Regions from separate parts of the Zea mays genome. Here regions 2 and 3 are each linked to region 1. Evidence: chromatin contacts called from public Hi-C data. All regions are on one chromosome and are shown on one strand. Each heading gives the region's core, a stretch centred on a gene start, on an enhancer-like site or on the middle of the called end of the contact. The rest is flanking DNA. Distances are from core to core; before and after follow the strand shown. Region 1 holds the start of LOC100282561. Region 2 holds the start of LOC100193830 (40S ribosomal protein S8-like). Region 3 holds the start of LOC542463 (cinnamoyl CoA reductase 1).

Region 1 (3,820 bases), core at 968-3,467:
ATGATGCCTTCGGCGCCACGTACAAGCAGCTTCAGCCGAAGCTGTTTCTTTCTGCAGGACCTTCGGCGACGAAGCGTGGTCCCAACAGTTGGTTTGAGTTGTACGGTCCTGGTGCACCGGACACTGTCCGGTGGCGCACCGGACAGTCCGGTGCGCCAGTCCACAACACACTCAAGTCTTTGCTCCTTTTAATTTTAGTCCCTAACTTGAATCTTTTATTGGTTTGTGTTGAACCTTATGCACCTGTAATACATGAGTTCTAGAGCAAACTAGTTAGTCCATATGTTTGTGTTGGACATTCAACCACCAAAATTAATTGTAGGAAAAGGTTAACCCTATTTCCCTTTCAAATGTCATGTGACCATCCAATATGTTTGACACCTTATGCAACCTTATATTTCTTCGAAATAAGAAGAATAACTTTTCAAAATCTTTGTAGTGGTATATCTTTGCACCATTCTGGAGTAGGTGTGAAATTAAACACAGACACAGATTTGTTTGTATAATTAATAACGAAAAGTACATAGCCTATAGAGTATCTCTATGGCATAAGAACCTGCAAACCATGAGACATTAGAATTATATGTTTGCACAATTTATTTTTAACTATATAGATCAAAGGAATTCTGACTTACAAATTTGCAAATTGTGATGTAATAATTCATTTGAGGCCAATTATTTAATGTTTCTGCCAACTCTATCACACTAGGATCCTTATATGACTTCGCTTCTTCGTCAAAACCACACATTTCCTAGAGAAAACATAATAATATAATAAATAAATATAGGAAATATAAGTAAAATGTGTTAAAGAGGTGTTTCTTGAAAGTCAATTCTATCAATCTAAAACTGAAAATAGTATTGTATGTTATATAAATCCACAGTTTAGGCAAAAGGTTAAATAGCAAGACATCCAATTGATGAAATCACTCACACAATAGAAGGAAAGGAAGTAATTTAATGTACCTATTCTTTTCCTAGTTGACTTGCTAAAACAGCACCAATAACTTTTGATGGAACCTGAAAGTAAGATCAATCCTTGTCAGTCTAGCACCTTCATGAATAGTACAATATACTAAAAAACATGGAATAACTTAGCATATTCAAAATCACTTTTTTAGAATGGCTTGGTCAACATTGATTGTACTATAACTTTTTGAAGTTTATCCACAACCTATGCAAATGCACAATCTGCAAAGTTATTCCATGAGAACATCACACAAAAAATAGAATTTTTCCATACAACAAGTACTAAGATAAGACAAAATATATTTAGCGAAGCCAAAACTATTAGGCTCCAACATATCCAAAATGGTTAGATAAAGTTGATAGGCATTGATCCAAAATATTATGTACTTGGCATAGTCATTCCTAGCTTTTAATACATGATCAAATCTATCAAGTTGACTTGAAGTATCATGATCAAGTTTTATTATGTTATCTAGGTTAATCATTTGTAGAGGTGTCACTTTCAAGCAATATGATAACATAACACCTATAACATCACAGTTAGATGTAATTGGCTCTTGGAACCAATGAACCATAGACTTTCTTAAAACTTTTACCACGTTTTGACTCGTGTGACTCGTAGGACAGGACACAAAAGCTGAATGGGAGCATAGGTTTTAGAATATAGAGGTTTGTCAACTGCATTCACTTTATAAATAAACTCACGTGTGTAACGCCCGGTGGCTACCACGGTTCAGTGGCAGAACACAGCTGATGGCAGAACATGTCAGATGTAGATTGCTATTGCAGCCTTAATAAGTAGTATAGATAATAGATAATATTTTATGGGTCTACTTAAGTATTTTTAAGAACTTGTTTGAAACGACTTTTTTAGCACTAATAACTGCTGACTGTTTAAAAGGTTCTTCTTCTCTCTCTTGAAATAATCTCTTTGTCCCAGAAAAAATGCAAATCTCACTAATCCAGAAGTCAGACTTTTTAGTTTTAAACAATATATATACAAATAAACTGATAAAATTAATAATATGTAAGAAACATGGTTACACACATTACAGAATGTATTTTTAAAATAAATAAGTACAGCTAGTCAGCTTAAAATATTCCAGCCCAGCACACACGCGCAGCCCAAGGCCTTGACTCCCGTTGGCCCAACACTGACGCGACATCTTCTAAAACCCGAGCGTGGCCCAGTCCAGCTCGAGCAGAAGCAGAGGCCTTATTGCACGGAGCACGCGCCGGACCGGACCGGACCGGGACCAGGCACACCACGCACGCAGAACCCTAGAGGCATTCCCAAGTTCGAGCAATCGAGCTCGAGCCCCAGAGGAACGAGTCCTGCCGGACGCCGCCACACCATCTGAAACTGACGGCGGCGGGCGGCCGCTGCTTCCTCTCCCTTCTCCGTCCAGATCCGGCGACTGGCGTCCCTCCTCCGCCATCTTCCCTACCCTCGACGTGGCGATGAGCTGTGAGCCGTGAGCTGTTCCAACATTCCGGGTATACCTTGAAGTTTCGTGTTATTTTCATGCGTTATTTTCTCTAGAAACCCGAGTTTCTAATTGCTCAACCCGAAATTTGGGTGAACCCGAGTGTACTCCCCTAGCCACACATGGCCAGTCACTCGAGCGTGGTTGAGCCACCGTTCACGTGTGCCGCGCAGAACTAGCAGGAGGGGGAAATTTTGAAAAGCTTTTTCCCAACATTAACAGGTGGAACATATGCTAAAGGTAGATCTAGCCATTCCAATCAAAATACTCTTGTGTGGATCTAGATTTATTGTGTTATCTGAACAGTTCCCTACTAGATCCCAGATTCACTGGTGGAGTTGCTTTGTGTTGAATCCTAGATCCAGATTCATTTTTTAGCGGTGGAGCTGTCCCAAAGAGGCCTGAAATGTAGACCAAGCCATTTCTGAAACCAAATACCTATATCAAAAATAAAGCTCAACATAGTTCAGCATAGTACAACGAAAACCAAAAAAGCATTTCTACCATCTACAGAAAGAATGATAATCGTCCTTGATGGAAGCAAGGTAACCATTTTTTTAGCGATCAGTTTGCACTATGCATTTTGCATTGTATATAAGAGTAATAGACAATTGACTACTACAACTGCATCCATATAAAAGAGATCCAAAGATGACAAAATAATAGTGAAATCAGTACCGGTTTAGAAGTTGACGTTTTGGTGGGTCAGAAAATACGATTTGTCCCAATAGAGCTCTGTTAATTTCTCCACTTTCCAGCAAAATATCATTCCCAAAGGCTTTTACAATCTTCTTCCAACCTCAACATTCTGTTTCCTAGATTTTCTCCTCAACATTCTGTTTCCTAGATTTTCTCCTCAACATTCATTTTTTTATTGTGTTGATTTACTCAACAACATTCATAATCTTTTTGTTGTTTTAAATGTATAATTCTTTGAGACAAACGTTCTTGTGATTTTTAATAGTTTTGTTCTTATTTCTAGACAATTTCATGAAGTATTGTCCAGAACCAGAGTCTAGGGATTCATTGAATCTATTAACAGGAAACCATTTCTATTGTTTGGGTTGAAACTGCTGATGCTTGCAATTGGTTTGGTTTTGAAATCTAGACTGGTGGGTTGGATTGGTTTGGTCTTTGTGCATGAATAGAACAGTGCGGTGTGGATTTGGCCTATTTTTTAGACTATTAGCAGGCTTAAAAGTGGAGATATGCTACTGTGGCCTAAGGTTTACTGTGCTTTTGTACAGAAATAAGGGGCAAGCGAGAAGATGAGGCTGGTGGGTTTGACGGGTGGCATCGCATCTGGGAAGAGCACTGTCTCTAACCTCTTTAGGGACTCTGGTGTCCCCGTTGTGGATGCCGAT
Region 2 (3,912 bases), core at 551-3,050, 300 kb before region 1:
GTACTTTATTTTTATATTATTATTAGAGCTTCTTTACTATTTTCAGAAATTAACAACAGACTGGTTCCTGCCCACATGAATTTGCCAGCAGCTCATTTCATAACATTTTGGAAACTCTTATTGAAAAGTTTATGAGAACATAAGTTGGATTCATTTAATCCCAGCGGTAAATGAGACCTTAGTACGATATCTTGCATTTAGCTGGTTTGGCAGAACAGAATATGTATAGCTAAAAGGACGTTAATATGTGTTTGAACTGTAAAATATCTCCATTACATAATGCTTATACTGGAAGTGTATTCTACTTATTTATTTTAAAAAATAATCCTCTTCAGATGAGCACTTTTACAATGGTACATCACACAGCTCCTCATATACCATTCAAGTCATCTGAAGAATGGAATGCTGCACAAGCTCAATTAAACGGCACAGTTCATTGTAACTATCCTCAATGGTATGTTTTGATATTATACATTGCATTCACGCTAAGAACAAAGTTTATCTGCCTGAGATAACAACGTTAGTGACTTAAAAAAGTTTCCATTATGATTTTTGTTGCACAGGAAGTAACTGAAGTTCAACACTGTTTCCAACAGAAATGGCACTGATCATAATTTGCTGTTTCATCTCACCTTCAAAATTTAAGATACTTTACCAAAAATTAAGATGATATTTGGTAGGATGTGCCAAAAAACGTGTAGACCATCAACTCTGTTTTATTTAACAAAATTATTCAATTGTGTGTTGTCCAGTCCTTGTTTAGAGTTAGTCAGAGGACAATATTTCATTGAAGTTTCAGCAACAAATATGGAATGCTTTTTTTTTGGATATTTTGGGATAAAGGATTCATGTTGGCTTAAGTGTCAATCTTCTACTAGCAAATCAATTTCTAGTGAAATTACCGTGGGAACATGTTGGCCTCTTCAATTGAATTTTCAAATGAGTAATGGATTTCTATTACAGGATAGAGATCCTTTGCCATGACATAAATGTGCATGTCCCACACCATATTTCTCCAAGAATTCCAAGCTATAACCTTCGTGCTGCTTATGATTCCATCAAACAGAACTGGGGCAAGGTGATTTGAAATTCTCCTACTCTGGTGCATTTCTCCGGATCTTTACATACTGACTTATTTTCTCATGCTGCAGTATGTCAATGAAGCCAACTGGAATTGGCGATTGATGAAGACGATACTGACGAGATGCCATGTGTACGACAAGGAGAGATACTATGTTCCGTTCGATGAGCTCGCGCCTCAGGAGTCCCAACCAATCAAATTCCTTAGGAAGTTCATGCCAGATTACGCATGATGCCATCATCACAGCTGTTGACTAGTTGAGATTATTCAGTATTGTCGGCACAGGTGGACAGTCACATTTTCAGTGATTACGCATGTCCCAAAATTTTGACTGGAATACTCCATGTTACACTATTATTCGTGCAGTAGGAAAGCACGTAGCGTACCAAAATATTTATACTTCAGGAAATAGACAAAGACATTGGTGATGAAAACGGACAGAATCGTGTGGAAAACATCTCTTCTCTTGTCATTTCTATATTTTTTTTCCGGAAACAGAAACACGTTCAAAATTCCCGGAATTGAAAACAGGGTTGGGATATGTGGTTGTTCGGAAACAAACTAATTTACTAATAAAATACGACTTGCACAGGCCTGCTGGGCCGCCGCAACCTAAGAATGGACACCGTCAAATGAGCCCACCCCTTAATAAACCCTAGCCCGCCTCCGCCGCCCTATAATCCGACGCCGGACGCCCCATGATTTCGCTTTCTTCTTCCCGTCGAGACCCAACCATACCAGCGGCGCCGCAGGCTGACGAGGAGGCGGAGTAGAGTGGCCGGACTACCTCGACACCTCCACTGCAACCATGGGTAGAGCTCCCCCACCTTCATCTGCTTCTCGTTTGTTTTGCTTGCGCTGGCGTAGTGGTGGCGCCGTGGCGGTGCTAATGGCGTCGTGGGTTGTTTTGGGTTTCTTCACGCAGGTATCTCACGTGATTCGATGCACAAGCGCCGTGCCACCGGTGGAAAGCAGAAGGCGTGGCGCAAGAAGCGAAAGTAATTGCTTGCCGTTTCTCTTCACTCCTTACATATGGGTTTTCTGTATATCTCTAGATTTGTTTAGTGCTTTGCTGGGCAGGGTCTTAGGTTGGTAGATTTGCATTGACATCTCTCGGTGACTGGTTGCGGCAGTAGTAATTGATTTGAGACTTGAGTCCTTCGATTGGTTACATTTACCTCCAGTGCTTTATGAGGTTCAGCCTTATCGATTACCCCTTCAATCCTTAAACCGTAGCGTGATGCTTCTAATTGAACAGCAAACTACTTAAATTATGGAAATTATGTATGTATTTTAATGAATTATTAGAAGGGTCACTGTGGTGAAAATTTGTATCTTTCCGTTTGAGGTTTTAATTTGGAATCTTTATTTTGTGTTACTACTAGTTTGAGGTTTTAATTTGGAATCTTTATTTTGTGTTACTACTAGCTATTCGTGCAGTACAGTTGTGATTTCTATGATGTTGAGGCAGAATTGTTTGCATAACAGACATCTCTTTTATATAAAAATAAAGCTTGGACACTAAGTTTTGTTAATGTGAATGTAAATAGTTCGGTCAGTTCATAGTACAACTGCAACTAATAACTGTTGTATATTGTGTTAACCTTGTTGTTTGATTATTATGAGTTTCAGAAGTTAAATTAAGATTCTCATTTATCTTCAAGGTATGAGCTTGGCCGTCAGCCTGCTAACACCAAACTGTCTAGCAATAAGACAGTGAGGAGGGTCCGTGTCCGTGGAGGCAACGTGAAGTGGAGGGCTCTCCGATTGGATACAGGTAACTACTCGTGGGGAAGTGAGGCTCTTACCCGCAAGACCCGCATCCTGGATGTGGTCTATAATGCATCAAACAATGAGCTTGTGAGGACTCAGACTCTTGTGAAGAGCGCCATTGTACAAGTTGATGCTGCTCCATTCAAGCAGTGGTACCTCACTCACTATGGAGTGGACATCGGTAGGAAGAAGAAGGTGCCTGTTGCTAAGAAGGATGCGACTGAGGTATATTCATTCAATTTAAGGTTTAATTGTTGTTTGCCCTTAGAATAGATTGACTTTATAGTTCATGAATTATTGTATTTGGTGATTAGTTGCTTGATAGATATCTTATTAATGCATTGTTTTTAACATGTGCACTTCTGTGGCTGTTTTTCAACGAATCTCTTCCTTCTCTATGATCAGCATGTTGTATTTCGTCAGCACTTTGTTTATGCTTGTTTTACGTTTCTATGTGAAAGAGACTGAAGCTGCTATTTTGATTTTTTGCAATCATTATCTTATGATGTTTTTTGTAGGAAAAACAATAGTTCAATTAAAATTTCCTTTCTGTTGCTCAATTGATGTATCCTATAACTGACCATTTATTGTTTGTGCAGGGACAAGAGGGTGAGGCTATAGCTGAGGAAACAAAGAAGAGTAACCATGTGCAGAGGAAGATTGAGAAGCGACAGCAGGACCGTGCACTCGACACTCATATTGAAGAGCAATTTGGCAGTGGGAGATTGTTGGCCTGCATTTCTGCCCGTCCTGGGCAGTGTGGCCGAGCTGATGGGTAAGGACTACTGGACCATTTCACCTAGCTTCAGTAGCTTACAGTTTCCACCTGAAATTTCCTAGCAGTTGCTGGGCATTTCTTTTTATTGTCCAGCTACATCCTCGAGGCTAACTACAGTGGCATTTCCTTTTATTGGCCAGCTACATCCTTGAGGGTAAAGAGCTCGAGTTCTACATGAAGAAGCTCCAGAGGAAGAAGGGCAAGGGTGTTGCATCTTAGAGCATTCTTTTAGCTAGAACTGCAAAATATCTTCTACTTGGGGGTTTTGTTGTTAGTCTTT
Region 3 (3,835 bases), core at 198-2,697, 400 kb before region 1:
TAGACTCCTATAATCGACGTAGAGTCAAAGAGAAGCGGAGAATTTGGGATTGGAAGACTAAACTAGAACTAGACTAGAACTACTCCTAAATGTACAAGAAATAAATACGACATAAATTGATTATTGATTCGATTGTTGATGATTAATCGGCCGTAATCCTCTATATTTATAGAGGAGGGGGCTGGACCCGTTACAAACAGATTTCTCGAGCTAATTCCGCGAATCTAGCCAACAACTGTAGCAAGAAACTCGGAACCCAACGGGTTCTGCGCGCGCACGGACCGTCCGGCCCCAGGGCCGGACCGTTCGGCAGCTTATTTTGATGCTCAACAGCACCAACGAGGATTAGTCGGGACCTTGCGTGGTTCCGGATACCTCGGTAAAAATACCAGTGTCATACACGAGAGTTTGCGTCTCTACCTTCCTCTTTACCTTCCGTATTTATATTAAGTATTTAAGTTTCAATCTTGTCTTTCTAGTTAGATTATTTAGATTGAAACTTAGCCTTTGCAGTAGAGATAGCAACACTTAGACAAATAAAACATAGTTTGCACATTCTAGATTATTTATTTGTATAGGTTTTGTTGTAGGAATTTATTTATGACTTAGTTTAGAGAAAAAATTAGAAGTCCTAATTCACCCTCTCTTAGACGTCATCGTTTCCTACACGCGCCTCCGCAGAGAGCACCGCCGACGATTCTCATCGCAGTGATTGGCGTCTGGATCGGCGCCAACACTATGATCTATTGGTGGATCCAAGATCTATCGTAAGGGAAGGCTAGGGCTGATTATCTCTTTTTTTGTCCTACTCTTTCTCTCTTTTTTTTACTTTCTCCTCTTTCTTCTTCTCCCTGTCCCTTGTCTTCCTTTCCCTTTGTCCTTAACTGTCTGCGCAGCCGAGGGGGAGCCCCCTCCAATAATCTAAAATATAGTATTTTAAAAAAAGCAAACATAGTATTTAAAATAAAAAATAAAAAATGGACTCCTCGTGCTCTATGTTGTTCAAAGACGATAATAATCTCACCAGAAATGCAAACAAAGTTTTTTTAAAAAAAAAATAAAAAATCGGACTCCCCGTGTGGCCCTCGCGTACATACAGTATACATACACGCAGCCAATTACGTTTGCGTGATGTACGTCGTGGAAGACGGCATGGGGTTGCCTCACCTAACCCGCGGTCGCGATCGCGATCGCGCAGAGGGGGGCCACACCACACCCACACCGCGCGAGCGCGCACGGTGTCCGGACGTCTATTATCATCTCGCTGTCCGTGTCTGTCTCAGCGCTACTCATCACTCGCTCGCATCGCACTGCGCGCTCCGATCCCCCTCCACCCGTCTCAGCTAGCAGCCTCGCCTTGTTGTGGCCTATAAATTCCGCGCCACTCCAACGCCCACCCTTCTCAGGATGAATCGGAAGAGAGAATCCTACCAAACCTAGCTACCAACTCGATCGTCGTCATCACGCTCGACCGCACAACTGCACCAAGGGGGGAGGAGACCTAAAAACTACTACATCTTTTAGCTACACATCTAGCTAAAGATCGAGAGGGGTAAATAAGGACGAGCGGGCGCGAGCTAGAAGAGCAGCTGCAGGTACTACCATCATCGTCGTCGTCGTCGCCAGGATGACCGTCGTCGACGCCGTCGTCTCCTCCACCGATGCCGGCGCCCCTGCTGCCGCCGCCACCGCGGTACCGGCGGGGAACGGGCAGACCGTGTGCGTGACCGGCGCGGCCGGGTACATCGCCTCGTGGTTGGTGAAGCTGCTGCTCGAGAAGGGATACACTGTGAAGGGCACCGTCAGGAACCCAGGCATGCATGCCTCCTGCTTGTTGTTATATATAAGCAGTCTACTATGTCGACCTGCGCGAGCGTGGCAGCAGATGGAGCGATTAACGTGTTTGTACATGTTCATGGCAGCAGATGACCCGAAGAACGCGCACCTCAAGGCGCTGGACGGCGCCGCCGAGCGGCTGATCCTCTGCAAGGCCGATCTGCTGGACTACGACGCCATCTGCCGCGCCGTGCAGGGCTGCCAGGGCGTCTTCCACACCGCCTCCCCCGTCACCGACGACCCGGTGAGTTCCGTCGGCCGGGTTAGTTCCAGCACTCGTCGACTGACTGATCAGTAAAGTAGTAACAAGGGGACCGCATGCACCATGCATGTGTGCGCGTGCAGGAGCAAATGGTGGAGCCGGCGGTGCGCGGCACCGAGTACGTGATCAACGCGGCGGCGGAGGCCGGCACGGTGCGGCGGGTGGTGTTCACGTCGTCCATCGGCGCCGTGACCATGGACCCCAAGCGCGGGCCCGACGTCGTGGTCGACGAGTCGTGCTGGAGCGACCTCGAGTTCTGCGAGAAAACCAGGGTGGGTGTGCTTGCTTGCTCACTTTTATTTGATCGATCGTCTCCATCCATCCATCATCTGATCTACTACTAAGTACAGTAGCTTGTAGCTAGCTCCTGCTATACCGTCCGCTGCACCACGTACGCCAGCACCATATATTAAATTAGTGTTTCCGATCCTTTAATTTGATGCATACGTTTTCATTTCTTGCAAGTAAGGACGATCAAAGGAAAGGGTGAAAGAAACACTAATAAAGGTAGCTGTGACGAGATAGGCGAATCATTACCTGCTAGTATATTGGCATGCATGCACTAGCTAGCTACCAACCACCGAGAGCCCTAGAAGAGACTAGACTAGAGTACGTTCGAGTACTTTTGAGGCCGCCAAATAGAACCAACTAAGTGCTCATCGTCATCGATGGTGCCTGTCCAAAGCACACAGAGAGCAGCACTAGCTAGCTAGGATTTGAACCACAGCTTTTTCTAGCGTGACCAACAGCACTAGCTAGGCAAGCAGCCGAAATAACGCATATATATGAAAAGGAATTTGGTTCCGCAAAAAAAAAAACGGAGAACGGAAAAGGAGCAAATCATGCATGTGGACGGAGAACGCACGCACCACGCGAATTAATCCTGCCTCTGCATGGGGCCACGCACGCCGTCGCCGATGGACACATGTATGGCATGCAGCGCTTGAGCTACGACCTGCTTAATTATCAGTAGCGAAGAATCTCATCCCACATGCGTGTTTCTTCAACACGTACGCATGGACACTCTTTAGTGTCAAAGCTAAAGCTGAGAATTCAAATTAACCTTGCTATTTTGATCGCGGTGGGCTCTTAAAATGATTGGACAGATGCAGCACCGTACCCACGCCTTACAACTCTCCTAGCTAGCTAGCCGCCCCGCAACCACACTAGAATTGTTCTAGCCTAGTAGCCTGTGTCTGTGTCTGTGTGTGCGTGTAGCGTGTCCTATGGAAGACGGAAATTTCAGCTGCCCAGAAAAACACACACATGCACGACGACGACGCCACCAGTTTGCCGGTCGACACATGCTAGCAGTGATGGGCAGGCCTTTGTCGATCGCCATTTATTCTGTGCAGCAAACTCTGCTGGCTTTAATTTGCGGAGGAGCGAGCAAATTCTACTCTCCCCGGCTTTAATTTGCGGATTTATTACAAGTCGTCATCCCAACTTCATTGGACCAACTTTTATAGAATATTTTTATTTAAAAAAAACTGTAGTAATTTACGATATCAAACGAGTAATACTATATTTTTTATTAATTGTGTTTTTATAGTGTATTTATTTGATGGCATGTTTTTTTTTGCTCCTATAGTTTTAGTTAAATTTGATGTGCTACCTTTGACCCACTAATAATATTTTTAAAAAAATGATTTATAATTCTGAACCGAGGGAAGGATTTTATATATATATATATATATATATATATATATATATATATATATATATATATATATATAT

The links. A called contact is a pair of places that touch in the nucleus more often than the background predicts.
Region 2: a contact with region 1 is called in a Hi-C map of tassel, with 2.5 times the contacts expected there. The contact joins the promoter of LOC100193830 here to the promoter of LOC100282561 in region 1. A contact is called at or near these places in 3 of 25 Hi-C or Micro-C datasets (bundle sheath, leaf and tassel).
Region 3: a contact with region 1 is called in a Hi-C map of tassel, with 1.8 times the contacts expected there. The contact joins the promoter of LOC542463 here to the promoter of LOC100282561 in region 1. A contact is called at or near these places in 3 of 25 Hi-C or Micro-C datasets (endosperm, leaf and tassel).

Annotation. Positions count from the first base shown.
Region 1 is chr1:216,744,123-216,747,942 of Zm-B73-REFERENCE-NAM-5.0, forward strand. It overlaps LOC100282561, which reads left to right and starts at 2,218. Exons shown (of 4, transcript NM_001155469.1): 1 at 2,218-2,466; 2 at 3,704-3,820. The coding sequence starts at 3,725.
Region 2 is chr1:216,444,678-216,448,589 of Zm-B73-REFERENCE-NAM-5.0, forward strand. LOC100193830 (40S ribosomal protein S8-like) reads left to right here and starts at 1,801. Exons shown (of 5, transcript NM_001138912.1): 1 at 1,801-1,893; 2 at 2,007-2,079; 3 at 2,746-3,079; 4 at 3,454-3,629; 5 at 3,773-3,912. The coding sequence starts at 1,890. The coding sequence ends at 3,851. It overlaps LOC100101547 (omega-6 fatty acid desaturase, chloroplastic), which reads left to right. Exons shown (of 10, transcript NM_001319699.1): 8 at 336-454; 9 at 964-1,078; 10 at 1,152-1,416. The coding sequence ends at 1,313.
Region 3 is chr1:216,342,023-216,345,857 of Zm-B73-REFERENCE-NAM-5.0, forward strand. It overlaps LOC542463 (cinnamoyl CoA reductase 1), which reads left to right and starts at 1,448. Exons shown (of 5, transcript NM_001112018.1): 1 at 1,448-1,814; 2 at 1,926-2,080; 3 at 2,182-2,370. The coding sequence starts at 1,628.